Linked DNA regions of Drosophila melanogaster: region 2 is linked to region 1. Evidence: chromatin contacts called from public Hi-C data. All regions are on one chromosome and are shown on one strand. The core of a region is the stretch at or near the end of the contact, and the rest is flanking DNA. Distances in the headings are between cores, read along the strand shown.

Region 1 (7,281 bases), core at 1,409-3,908:
CAAAATGGCACACATTGTTCTAGTTTCATCAACGAAGCCTACTACCATATTTTTAGGCATATTTTTTTCCTCTTGTTTTGCCGAGTTTTTTGTAACTTATACTGCTGACATTACCCCCTTTGCAAATGTTTATGTGTATTACATCAAAGTACATTTGCTTTTCGGCCAGTTGTCGCTGCCGGTTGCTGTTGCCGTGAATTAGAGTCGTCACACAGTGGCAACAAAATCGCAACAAAAGGGGAAACTTTCAACAGTCAAGCCCACGAATGTTAACACAAATGTGCGGCAAAAATGTTTGCTGTCACAACTTTTTTCCCTGCCAAATTCGGGGCATTTGTCATTTAATTAGGACAAGCTAGGTCAGTCCGCATGGAAATGAAAAAAAATCGTACTTGATACCGGTGGGTAAAAATTCAAAAAAAACTAGAATATTCTCAAAGTTCAATGATTGAATATCTTAAAATTTAAATACAACATTTTCCATGCATATCATGCAGTGCGTTACCATTAAGCAATAAGTCTTCAAAAAACCAATTACTTAGGGAGGTCAAATTTTTTCCTGTAACTGATGCAATTTGGATGCACTTCATGCTTCAATATATTTCAAATATTTCACCAGAAAACTCAAACTGTCACAGAAGCCACCCATGGAATAATTATAGATTCGCAGTCATGCGACAGCTCTCACTCAAGATTTATATGCAATAATTACAAGTTTATTTCGACATGATTGCAATATGCAATTATCGCGCTTTAGGTATGTATTTATATATAAAGCTGGGCCCCATAAATCGCGAAATTCGCAGGCGAATAAGTTGACTTATTGACTAGCCCCGTCGACAGCTTCAATTTCCGCTGCTCCATCGCAGACTTCATCGACATAATGCTGTTGAAAGATCATTAATGTGGGAACTCCTAATGCCGACAAAATATTGAAGCTAAAAAAAAAATATAAAGATAGGCAAAGAAAAACTGCAGATGGTATAGGGAAAACTTTAAAAGAAACTTTGCAGCAATAGAAACATTTAAATGTTCTTTTCTTTAGGCATAAATTAGAATGAGTTGTTGGTTTTCTTTAGCATTATAACCCTTTATATTTCCTTTTATGTAAGCAAATCAATAGTTATTTTCAGAAGTGCTGACTTATCCGTAAGTCAGTACCCTTAAACGTGAATATAATGTGCAAACATTTTGTATGATTTTAAATCAAGATTGCAGACATACTGCCAATATTTGAGCCAACAGATGGCCAAATAAATCCGTCAAGGGCAAACCAAAAGCCGAATATTGCTTCTTCTTTTAAACCAATAGACTCTTAGTTATATTTATTAATGAGCTGCGCAAATATGCATAGTTAATTTTCAGTTCATTGCCGTTGTTTTTGCTTTGTTTGTTTGTCGGCTATTTTGTTTGTCGTCATGAATGGGTCGATTATGATATCGGCAGAAATGGAGAAAAACTAAATGTTATTTAATAAGTAAATAAAAGCAAAGCTAATCGTTGGCCGAGATTACCACAAGCGAAAATGCATTTCCCGCACTTGCAATTATCATTACGAATGTCCGACTTCAAGTGGATTTGTTGGGCAATATGGAATTTTTGGACGTACACCCATTTACGTGACCATCAAAGGGTAATCGCTTAAAAATAGTTGGGCGGACTTACCTCAGTCTCCAGCTGAATGGCACTGAATATTTCCACGTATTTCCTGGCGGAAGTGGGCCTTTTTCACTGCTGCATAGTTTCGGGCGACAGTTTCCAGCAGCAGGACACTTTTCACAAAGCCTTCGGACACTTTTCTTTTGAGCCCCGGCTTCCTTTTCTATATATATACTCTCGGTTATTCCGTTCTTGTAATTCACTACACTACACAAAACGGGGGAACAAAACGGGGATTTATAAAGGGGTGTACTTGGGGAAGATCAATGGAAGTGACCAAATGGGCAGACAATGATTGGTCATTCGAGATGGCATTGACATTGGCCAGTCATTGTCCAATCCAATAATGGCACAAAGCAGGAGCCACAAAGGCAGCCCGAAGGATTTCTGAACACAAAACACAAAGTGGACCGATCGGCTGTGGGGGACAACTAAGTTTCGCAATCAAAAGTGCACTGAAAATTTAATTTGTCTTTTTTTCATAAAAAATGAGTGTTCAAGATTCACGGTTTGCTTGTCTGAAATGTTTTAAGAAAGAAATCGAAGCGGTATATATTTTGCGTTCATTAAAAGTTTGCCTCTACATCAAAAGCTTTATCAAAAATAATTGACATTAATATGAAATATAAATTATGTGACTTTTTGTTGATTAAAATTGTTTACGACTCTTAAAATGTATGTTTATTAGCACAATTTGTTCAGTGTGTTTGGTTTTAGTACGCTGAAGTCTACGAGTTTATTTAAAACGCTTTAAAATTGTATTTTTAATGCACTTTTTCTATGAATATTTTTAATATTTTCAAGCTACGTTTTTTTTTTCTTCTTTCATTTAACGCACAATCTCGTTTTATTTCGCAGTGTACCAATCTCAGCCGGCAAATTCGCGAGTTGTATGTTTTTCGTTTCGCAGGGGAGCACGCTTCGTTGTGGCCGGCACTCAATTCGCGTGTGGGTGCCCTGCGATGCGCTCCGTTCAGCGTTCAGACTGAGACTGAGACTGAGGCCTGAAAAGCTGGCAGCCGGCAGAGCAGCTGGCAGCGCAGTCGGCAGCGGGAGAATGCCGAAATCAAAATGCTACCGTTTGCCGTCTATGGTAAATACATTTTGGCAGATACTTTTGTCGCTGATACCTATACAGATACTAATGGAACGCGAAATTCGAAATGCAATTAAAAGCATTGTTTTAAGGCACTCGAAATGGTAGATAACTTTTAAATTTAAATGAATTTAAATCGAGTTTTCGATTTAGTAAACAGCTAGTGCAATTTTGTTTTGCTGAGCCAATATTTGAGGTGCAAACTGAACGAATTTAATTGACTTTCTACGAGTATCCTAAACGTTGTGTACGATGAGCAAAATTGCGGAAATGAAATGAAATTAAATTGAATTAATTATATTTAACAAAAAACCAACGATAGTTGTACTTCCGAAAACAATATTTTCAACAAAAAACTGATAAGCATTATTCTTAGTTTCTTTTCAAAGAAATTTGAATTTCTAGAATTTATGATTCTCACTCGATATAACTGGCGGTATACATGATATCATAAACCGTTTTATGAACAATATTTCCAGTAACGCGAATTTCCTGCAAGCCAAATCAAAGCGGCAATTTTCCGCTGCAAGGTGCAGCGACTGCAGGTGCTTATGGCTTCAGCATTTTCCGACTTCTCCCTGCTGTCGTCTTTGCACCGACCACTTGGCTATAAATAGGGCCAACTGGAGAGACGAACCATACGGGGCAACACTTTCGTTTAACTTTGGCAAGGGAAAGCGGGCAGGACAGCAGCGCAAATTAGTTCCCAAGCGGCTTTGAAAGGTACGTGGGCCATAGGAAAGTGATAAGGCTACAAGTGCGAAGAAGTCGACAAATTTTTGGAGGGGCGGGAAAACATAGTGAACACATGCCCCTGGTCCCACATGTGCTGTGGCAAGTTGGCCGTCTTAATTATTTATACGTAATAAAACTAAGCATAATTTTCCAGCAACAACTACGCACCGGCGCCTCATTTGAAATTCTATAAATAAATTGAAAAGCAGTTGATATAGTTGAATCGCAAAAGGCTCGAAAGGCTCAAAACTCAAAAAAGCCGGAAAAACTGAAAACACATTCATACAAGTTGTTGGGCAAAAAAAAATTGAGAGAGGAAAAGAGCCAGAGAGAAAGAGAGAGAGAGAGAGAGCGCGTGTGTGTGTTGGCAGAGAAAGAGAGCGCCGTCGACGTCGACTGCGACGCGGGCACATGCGGCGTATGCGTAATTTTGTCAGCCTTATCAGAAAGCCATTGCAAGCAAACTTTATTTTAAAGAGCCGGCCATTTATCGAACTTGCAACGTGTTGTCTCCACCCGGCCCTTCCCCTTTTGGATGGGGGTATTCCCCAAACACCCCCCCCCCCTCGACCATTTTCTGCCACAAGAGTCGCGTTGTTTGCACGCCGACTGCCCAAAGCCCGCCAATTGTTTATTCAAGCAGCATCACAGCATCGCAGCATCGCAGCTCATGTTGGCCATGTGCACTTGAACTGCCTTCGCCGGCATGCCTGTGCATCCATTTGGCCGGCGATGTGTTTGTCTGGCCATTTTTTTTCCAACTCCGAAGCCGGCCTGCGTCTCAGACACTGAGAAAAATGTTTTGCCTATAACATAAGGTTATCTACTAAAAGCAATTTCATTCAATAGCGCAATGATGTCAAAAAAATTTTTATTTCTTCGAATCAACTGCAAAGTTATTTTACGAATATGAATATATGAATATGAGTTATCTCCAAAAAAATACATACATATATTACGTTACATTAATAGATAACCAATATATGGAATGTCGCGCATATATTTTTCTCTGTGTAATACGCGCTGATTGCAGTTGTTATCGCGGCAGTTTGTTGTTGTCGCCGGGTTTAAGCGCCTCTTAGTGGCAGTGAATCAGTGGCCAAACATGTAATCTGTTTAATGGCCAACTGACCGTGCATCGGACCAACTGGTCCTTTACGCCCCTGTAGCATTTCAGCCCGTCGCGTATACGCACTGTGAGCCAGACAGAGCATTGGAATTTGCATAGATCTTTCGCCAAATACTTGTGTCTTTTTTTTTTGTGCGGCGGCTCTTGTAAATGCCCACCTGTTGAATACGGCAAACCGAGGCAGAAACAAAACAAAATAAAAGAATAACGAAACAAATGCCATTTGGACATTTTGGGCCAAACAAAAAACCGTGAGTAATCGTTAAACAAAATAACCGCCACAAAAAAACGAAGTTAGTCTCAAAGCGAACGTAAACTTGTTCAGCTGCTGATTTGCATAAAACGCTAAAACTGAAGCTGAAACAAATAAACATTAAGCGCATTTCTGAGAAAACAACAATAAATATAATCATTGCATTTAGTACTAGCTTAGCTGATTTTTCAATTAGTCTCGGAATCGAACGACTTCTTAAAACCCTTAATCTAAATCTCCGATCTTTTTGAGTATTTTTATTAAACTGGCGAAACCTGGCTTACAACATTCTTATCGGGTCTTTTGATTAGCACTTATGCCTCGTTTCAGACACCATTTATAGATATCCACAATTCTAGAGTAAATGACCCGAAAACCCGAAAATTCAAACCAAAACATGCAAAATTTACATAAATAACGACCTGATTTGCCTTGACTTTAATCATCGAAAGTTGAAGTTTATTTGCATTTAAGCAAGAATCCGATTGCATATAAGTTTGATTATATGATAGCCACATTTCCGCTTTTAGTCCTGAGATCAAGCAGATTTTATAGTGTGGCGCTCAAATTCGATGTTTGTTAACAAAAGAAGTCTGCTATGCACATATACTTGATGTTAACTAAAACTGATTATCACCAATAAAATGTCGCCTTATTTTTCTGGGTATTTCTAAACCTGCTGGACTCTTTTTTTATAGCCCAGTTTATTATTTCTTGAACGTTTATAGACCCAATATAAAAGCGCCTAATATGTGCTAAAAATTTGGATGCTGTTGATTAGCATCACACTGGATTCGCATCGATTGAGATAATCCATTTACCCTATTAAGTCAAGTGATAATTTGCATTTTGAATTTAAATATCAAAATAATTTTATTGCGTTTAGTTTCGTTGTTCAATATTCATTATTTGTATGCATGAAAAACTATATATGTGTGTATGTGCCACGGAGACTCACAAACAGCTAGGCAATTTTTATTCTGAAAATAACACGGCAAAGAAAAAGTGTTCTCACTGTTAAAATTCGATTTTCGTCCTTCGAATTCGCTTTTTGTACCTTTGCCCATTCGAATATATACTTTCTAAGACATAGATGGCGCTTTAAATTCGGGGAAATTAATATGGGTTTTAGTGAAGACTTTTTCAAAGGATGCAACAACTTCGATGGCTGTTAAACAGAAAAAGCACCATGACACTGAGAGCCAAAAGAGCAGTTTACGTCCACTGCGTAGCCCCGATCTGGCTGTACGGAATACAGATCTGGGGTATTGCAGCAAAATCCAACTACAACCGCATTCAGGTATTGCAAAATCGTGCCATGCGTGCAATTACAGACTGCCCATACTATGTACGTGGCACTACCCTTCACCGTGATCTGAATCTTCATACAGTGGAAGAGCAGATCTCCAGGCACACCAGCAGATATAGTGATAGACTAAGACGACACCACAGTATACTTGCTAGACGCTTACTCCCTGCTAGGCCTCTAAGGAGATTAAAAAGGAAGGGTTTCGCCAAAACACTTGGACAACCCTAAAGACCCCCTCGAAATATGAGACATAGTTGTAAGTCCTCACATGATTAGTGAGAGGTTTGGTTTTATCTTTTATATGTTAATTGCGCTGTTATGTTACTGTTACTGCATTGTATTGATTCATCGCTTCTAAATAAATAAATATATATAAAAAAGTGAAGACTTTTATGTGATATATATTAGAAGGCATATAAAAGTATGCAACAAAAAGATTGTTTTCGAAACTTACTTGAGCCCACAACAGATGGCGCCAAAAAATGGTTCGAGAATTAGCTAATGAGCTCTTACATCTTAAAGATGAAATTTTGTATGCGGCCTAATTTATTAATTTTTGAATTGTAATTTCCAGTAAGCTTCAAAATTAAATGTTTTGTTATTCTCCTTTAAAAGCAAAATGGCAACACCCAACATCCTTAGAAAATAGGATGGCAGCTCCCGGAATGGGAAAATATCAGGGTTGGCAACTGCGGAAATTGGCGCCGAAAATATGTTCTTTTCAAATTGTTACTTAAAATAATTTGTGTGATTAATTAATATGTATGTAGTTAATTACCGAAGAAATTTCTTTATATTATTTAAATTGCTATAGAATTTGGATGTATTTTAGTAACCGAAGATATAATAATTGAACTTTCTACGCAATGTTTGTCTTTTTATAAATAATTTGTGTTTATTTCTATTTATATTCATGTATATTATAGTTTCCCTTCTATGCGCTATGCAACTACTTTTACTGTGCCACTACTTAGAGCCTAATTAAACGTGATTATTGTGTCCTTTGAGGTAATATTGATGCACGCCATCCCAAGTTGAGGATGGCTAGTTGGCGTACTTGAGTCCCTCGTAGTATCCACCGCCCCCATTCAGAGCCACCA
Region 2 (7,281 bases), core at 2,973-5,472, 160 kb before region 1:
ACAAATTTAGCAGCAGCCGGGCCGTTTTTGTACATTTTTGTAATGCATTTGTTACCTTACCAAGACGCCCCCCCCCCCCCTAAACCCCCTAAAAACCATTACACCACTCTTGAAATGATAAACCTCAATTCCAAACTTTCGGAACAGCCCCGCACCAAGTAATACCCTTCTCTCTCCCCAAAAGAAACAACCAGATGAACACTCAGTAAACTTTCGGACAATCAGTATCAAAATTCTGCACCAACCATCCAAAAACCAAAACATACCGAATCGAAACACTTCCCATTATGAACTCCTGCCCGTATTTATAGAGGTCATACTATATCTAAGTATTAACGATTGTGCATGCTATATACCCACGTATGTATGAATATGGCATGTGTCCAAAAAGAACCCAGGTCAGTTGTCGAACTTCCAGAAATGTTGTATGTACATATATATACTAACGTAGTCTATTAAGTATCCGTAACGACTAATGCGTATATCACTCGAAACTGTAACTCAAACTACTAACTGCAAAACTATCGCAAACTATCGTATCGAATCGATTCGAATCGAACTGTTTTTCATCGTATGTAGAAAGAACGAACTTCTTCTAGATGTGGAAGTCTCGAATAGCATTGAGTGTTTGGCCTATGAAAAGCTACTCCTAAAGTAGTTCTATAAGTTTCGGTTTTGTGGGTACACCAGGGCGATGAAACGAGGAATTTAATCTTGAAATTTTCAACTAAGCCGAAAACTCAGATATACATATATGCTGTGTACAAATTTATATGAATGTATATTGATGTATGTCCCCGTGTGCGTGTCTACGTTATGAGGCAGTCGTGTGCTCATCTATGTATATAGGATATATACCGAGATATACAATCGAAGAATACTCATTTAGTTGTTAGCGAATCCACGTACATGTAGAGTATTGAGCAAATGCTGTAAATAATCAAAAAAGTAAAACCCTCAAAGGACTGACAATGTTGCATGACTCACATAGAAAAAAAAAAAAAAACAAAAGACAAGTAAAGCCACAATGAAAATGTTAACTAAATGTATTCGATATAGCCGATGTACACAAACTCGAATATGTCGCCAGCTGAATTTGAATTCAAGAAAGCAGTATTCATAGATAATCTGACATGATATCGCATACATTAGTGTTTCCATTACAATAAACTGTCATTCGTCGAGTTGTAGATAAATGTTTTTAAAAACGAATTAATGAAAGTAAATTGAATGAGCCTGTAGGAGAATCAAATACCAGTCGTAATTAAATTTCGAATTATCATAAAAACTCAATCAAGCAGACGCGAATGGAACGAAAGCCAAGTTAGGAGCAGACAAACAAACTACAAATTAATATAACTCTTAGTTCGTATCGAATAATCCAAAAGTAATACGAGTACATAGCTGTATTTTAACTAGCCTAAAAAAGCATAAGGAAACCAATTAAACAGTCAAATAAAATCGATGAGGATTAGAAGGAGGATCAGAGGGACGAATTGAACCCATTTCGGAAACCATGTGCCAAAATTTGTTTTTAGACAAAGCTCTCTTAAATTACGGATATACAATAAATAATGCAAGCCATGAAAAGCGAGTAAATAGCAGCCACTAAATATGAACATACCAATTAGAGCCACAGAAATCACAAAATAAAGTCGCAGATTAAGGTGTTCACTTGGGTAAAATTTATTCCAACCCGAGCCAGACAGCATAATTCTTTAGTGTCTCATTTGAAATAAAAGCAAAAAACAAAATCGAAAATTTACGAGCCAGCAGCACTCTTTGTTTATATAGCGATTAACGCGATTTTAGTCGGTTTTTATATGCATTTATTTGTACGAAGCAATGAAATGGTTTATTACATTTAACATCGAATTTTACGAATTTATTAAGAACAACAGAAAAGTTGCGACTGCAAGGAGCAAACTCACAGCAAAGTCTACAAATCAAAAGATGAAATTAACTTAATAGATCACAATCAAAACGAGAACAAACCGAGTAATTATACGAGAGGGAGAAACAATTTTTATGTTTAACATATAATTAGCACAACAACTACAAAATAAAAACTATTAATGTAAAAACAAACGGCATTTAAAAAATATAAGAAATATTTAAAAATAACAAACGATTGTTTATTTGTTAATCGGCTGATGGAGGTAAGATAAAAACTTCTTTTTACAGTTCCAAAACTTTGAACTTTATTTTCTCAGAAAAATGGTTCAAATATTTCACAACTTTGGTAAATATGAATGCTAAATTAAATCAGCATTTCATCAACGAATGTAACTTATTATCTTGAATACCTGAACAGTATGTATTATTTGCACCCAAAATAAAGATAAGCCCACCCTCCATTAAAAAGAATTCATTTGAATATTTTTTTCATATTTTATATATTTTATTATTTTTTTTTTTTTGGTTTTTTTATGCGCACTTAATATATAAAATGAATATTGAATAATACTGAATGAAGCCAGATACTCACACTGAAATCCGAACGGGCAGAGCCAGGGGTAGTGCTCGAGATCGTCGGGAATCGGTGTAGGACCTGGAACGAGAACGCCCATGAGAACGACCACGCGAGTGACCACGGGAGCGACCGCGAGACCGGGAACGATCCCGCTTGCGGTCATCTCGCGTGTGTCTTCTCCGCGGCATGTGCCCCTCCTTCTCCGCCAGGATCAGCTCGCAGTCACTGTGGTCGGAACTGGAACTGGAAGATGAGCTAGTGTGATGACTATGACTATGATGTTTGCGTCCTCTGTGTCGTCGTTTACCTCCATCGGAGCTGCGGTGCTTGGACTTGGTCTCCTTGATGGAGAGTTGAGATTCCTGCTGCTGCTGCTTCTGGATCTGTTTCATCACATCGTTCAGCATTTTCTGGGCCATGTTGGCCTTTCGAATGAGACGCTCCATCGACGGCAAGGCCATGTCCTCGACTTCCACGGGCGTGGCATTTGGCAATTGGCCGCGGCATCCTTGACATGCATCCGGCCCTGCATTTGCCGCAGTTTGCTCACGTGCCACGTTATCGGATTGCGACATTTTTGCACTAGTTTACAACTGACCCGATAAGAAATTCACTCAACACTTTAATTACTGATTAACTACTGTTTCTCTGAACTGGATATAACTGCTGCGGAATCTGTTGCTTATGTTTCGACTGCTTCACTTGAACACTTGAATTTGACTGGCTTCTGCGGCATTCGGTCGATGAGCTTTTATAGGCAACTTTGGCGCCAAGCTAATCGCGACTTTCGGACTGTAAACATTTGCCTTTCTTTATCAGTCACATACTCATACAAACCACACGATAAATGTGACGTCATCTGAGCTATTTTTAACCAAATCGCATTCATGGGTTTTTGGGAAATTACTTCCATTGATCACGTGTTTTTAATGTTACATAATTTCATTGCCGAACGTAACCTCAAACATATTTCATATTTTTGCGAAATTCTTCTTACTTTTGTATTTCTGCATATTATATGCATTATAAATATTCTGCGTATTTTTATAAGCATACCTTTTATTATTTTTTACGATTTTGTGAAATATGACATTATTTTGATATAATTTTAATTTTGAATTTCGTCCAAGTGTGTAATTTTAAAACAATTATTTTATCGTTTTAAATCATCGAAAATTTTAAGAATATAAAGTATTAAGAAATTTACACAATTTTTTGAAAATGTTTTGGGATCTTAATAATTGCATAAATCAGGTTTAGCACATTATTTTAGAAATACTAAACGGTTAAATATTTTACAGAACTGCTATTTAATTTTAAGGTATAAGACTACGTATAAGACATTACCGCTTGAGACTAGTATTTTTATTGTGGTATTTTCATGATTGCTTTTGAATTGTGCCCGCCAAAATATGCAGTCTTAACCACAAGCGGTTAAAATCATTCCTTACGTTTACTTATATTTAAAAATCGACAAAAGGTATAATAATTCAAAACTATTAAAAAATTTTAAATAAAACTAAACGAGTCTAAGTTTTCTTAATCAAAATAGCTGTTAATATGGATAAGATATATTTGGCGCATCCAATAGATACATTTAACCGCTGAAGAGAATTAACAGTGTGATACGCCAGACTGTTAACAGACTGTTAAAACGCGATTTCCCGGCTTTGGTATTTTTACATTACCATCATTTGGTTTCTCTGATATTTTAAAAATCTATATAAGCAGCTCGCAACGCATTCTCTCTGTAATTTTTCGGGAGAGCGCAGCAGCGCGCGCTGTTTTTTCGGTTACCATTAAAAAATATTATTAAAGAAACATCGTTATAACTTTAATGCCAACGGAGTTGCGGCAATTGAAACTGATTTTTTAAGCAAACGAACAATAAATTCGACGTGGAGTGTGCTTCTGCTCGCCTACATGAAGTAATAGCGATGTATATTATGATTTAGTAAATATAAATCGATTTAATTAATATTTAAACTTGTTGTTTTCCGCGAGTGGGCGCGTTTTGTTACCAAGCCGCTATACGATTTTCGTTTTTCCGACTTTCCTGCGCGCCGAACGGGTTTTTCAACGAAGCCTTGCTGTCTTTTTCCTCGTAAGCAGCAAAAACAAGGCTGAAAAACTAAATTAAAGCGACTCGCTTCAGCTGCAGATTAATCGATGTGCGGCTATAGACTTTTAATTCGCAGATTCATCATCGATTTTTCCTTTGGGCTCAGCTGCAGTGCGCTAGTGTACGTGTATGTGCGTGTGTGTGAGTTGGTCCTGACAATACAAATAAGCCGTTGTGTTAGGTAAACGGAACAACAAAAGGAAGTGAACCAGAGAGAGAAAGAGAGAGAGGAAACGGCAGGACGATACCGAGTCCTTGAGCGATCATTCATGCTCTTCTTCTTCTCCAGCTGCAGCTGTCACGAAATTTCGCGCGTGCACGTGTATGTGTGTGTGTGGGAGACAGGGAGAACGCCGAAGTTAGTAATTTCTCTCCACTTCTCAGTGTTTGTGCATTCAATTTGCACAAAATTGAAGCGACGCGCTAAATTCGCAAATTTCCGTCCGCGAATTGCCATCCATTATTTTGCACTCCCCCCCAAGAGAGCGAGAGCAATAATAGAATTATCAGGCAAAGCAAAAAAAAAAATCAAAACTCAAGCGAAAAGAGAATGCCCTGGGAGGCCGTAATACCAATACCGCGACCCTCTGACATTTCCATCGTCGCCCACCAAAGGAACAACAACTGAGCGACAAAGACAGCAACAATCCGACAAACAAACAAACAAAACAGCAAACGAGCGAATCAACGAACGAAACTCCAGCAGCAGCCTCAACCTCCTCAACCGCTGGCACAGTTTTCCTCCTTCAACTCCAGCTCCGTGGGTGAGTAGCTACAGTGGAACGCCACTAAGTAGAACATTCTGCGAGTTCTAAGTTAAATTGCAGAGAATATCGCTTTGAGCACAAACTGATTAGAAATTGCCTTCACTTGGTCTTAGAAAGTTTACTAATACCAACTGATACATCGTTTTTTTGTTTGTTAATGTCAGTTTTAAATTGAAATCGATTAACAAATCTTAATGTCCTTTTTATATTTTTTTATAATGGATGTGGGATATGGGGGAAAGGCAAATGGCTCTTACGTGTAAAATTTTATAGTTTTTCCATAGCATTTAAGTACAATTAATTTTCTTTACGAAGAAAATGAAAGTTTTGCTTATGTAACAAGCCAAATTTAAGCAAATATTTTGTTTTTTGTATCAGGATAAAAGTTAAGCTTACCCAATCTCCACTGTAACTCATTGGCGGGTAGAAAGTGGTTATCGAATATGAGCTGCGTCTTATGTTGAAGCCACATCGTCGTGTGGGCGAGAGGGTGGTTGTGGTGGGTCAGAGGTGTGTTGGCGTCGTGCGGCTTTGGTTTTTAGCTGAAATTAAAAAGGTCAGGACCGCCGGACTGAGGGGCTTCCGGATTTTGTATCCTAGCCACGTAGTCCGCTTCATTATGCAGCGTTAACTTTGTATGTAAAAGCGTATATACGTATGTACATATGTACATACATATATGGATGTGGCAAGCGGTGAATATAATTTCAGTTGCATGACTTCGGCGATAATCGATTTTGAAGCGACGAAGCAATCAGGAAGAGTGCAATTTAATGTCAGTCCGTCACTCAGTCAGTCAAACAGTCACAACTTGACACACTGCAAAAAGTTATGCTGCAAAATGGAGGTCAGCATGACGTTTTTGCATTAAAGATACAAAGGGAAATGTAGCAAAAACCAAACTTTTTGCTTAAAAAGTTTGGTAATACTTAATGTTTGCATGGATTTAGGCAAGCAATTGCGTTTTAAGTTTACTTAGAAAAGTATATACATTTGTCAAGTAAATAGTATCAATGTGCTCAATCGATTCCCATTTCCTTGAATTAATAATTGGTATATGCTACCATTTTTCCGGCCTGCTTAAATGGCGTTTACCATATTCATAAGCGCCCCGGTTGATGGAGCAGCGGACATGTTAGCCGTTACTCCATAATGCGACAACTTGGCGACTTGAAGTGGGGGATGTCGTAATGGAGAGTGAGCTGAGGAAATCGCTAATTAAGCATCAATTAGTGCAGTTTCCGGTGCAAGAGCCGCTAGAAGCAAGCAAGCCACCGTTCTTGTACTTTCCACTCGTCGAACAAATCGTGTGACACATTTCGCTTTCCCACACACCAATTGGCGATAGGAGTTATCAGCACTTTTCAGCTTTAGCACTTCTTACCACTTTGGCTGGCCTGCCCCCTATCCCAAAAGATAATAACACATTGCATTTTCAATGTGTTTCCCCTGATATACATATACAAATGTGCCCGATTAGCGGGTATCTCAATAACAATGGCCGTAATTTATGATAAACAAGTTTTTGAAGTGTGCGAAATTTAGCAGCTCACTGATTTGAGCCTGTTTTTGGCGACACACCACACTCCGCTTGGTACCCCTTGTTCAAATGTTGCATTGTTTATAATCAGTAACGGACTCATAAGCGAACACATGTCTGGGTTGGTTTTCAAGGTCAGTTGAATGGCCAGATTCGCCTCGTTTGTGATTTGGCAACCCCATGGAAACACGATAAACGAGGGCAAACAGAGCTGAATTCAAGCTGCAGCCTCATCATCTCGTCTTTCTCCAGACAATGGCCATTCGGCTATACCATTTCAGAGGTTTATGCCTTGAGAGAACGCTTCTGGAGACGAAAACCCGGCCTGGACTGGAACCTTGCCAAGACACACTCGAGACGCGCGTTGACAATGAGCGAG

What was found. Hi-C and Micro-C count contacts between places; a contact is called where the count stands out from the background.
Region 2: a contact with region 1 is called in a Hi-C map of the Kc167 cell line, with 10 times the contacts expected there. A contact is called at or near these places in 4 of 107 Hi-C or Micro-C datasets (the Kc167 cell line, cellular blastoderm embryo, embryo and 1 more) and 1 of 7 datasets of targeted methods (the Kc167 cell line).

Annotation. Positions count from the first base shown.
Region 1 is chr3L:6,994,220-7,001,500 of dm6, reverse strand. It overlaps Mp (Multiplexin), which reads right to left and starts at 2,658. Exons shown (of 20, transcript NM_001300033.1): 1 at 2,498-2,658; 2 at 1,666-1,866. bin (biniou) reads right to left here. Exons shown (of 4, transcript NM_079226.3): 4 at 7,054-7,281. The coding sequence ends at 7,226.
Region 2 is chr3L:7,154,014-7,161,294 of dm6, reverse strand. It overlaps corn (cornetto), which reads left to right and starts at 4,222. Exons shown (of 8, transcript NM_168193.3): 1 at 4,222-5,359. It overlaps CG8620, which reads right to left and starts at 3,196. Exons shown (of 2, transcript NM_144196.2): 1 at 2,781-3,196; 2 at 2,421-2,716. The coding sequence starts at 3,048. The coding sequence ends at 2,685. It overlaps Dscam2 (Down syndrome cell adhesion molecule 2), which reads left to right. Exons shown (of 21, transcript NM_168196.4): 21 at 1-2,096.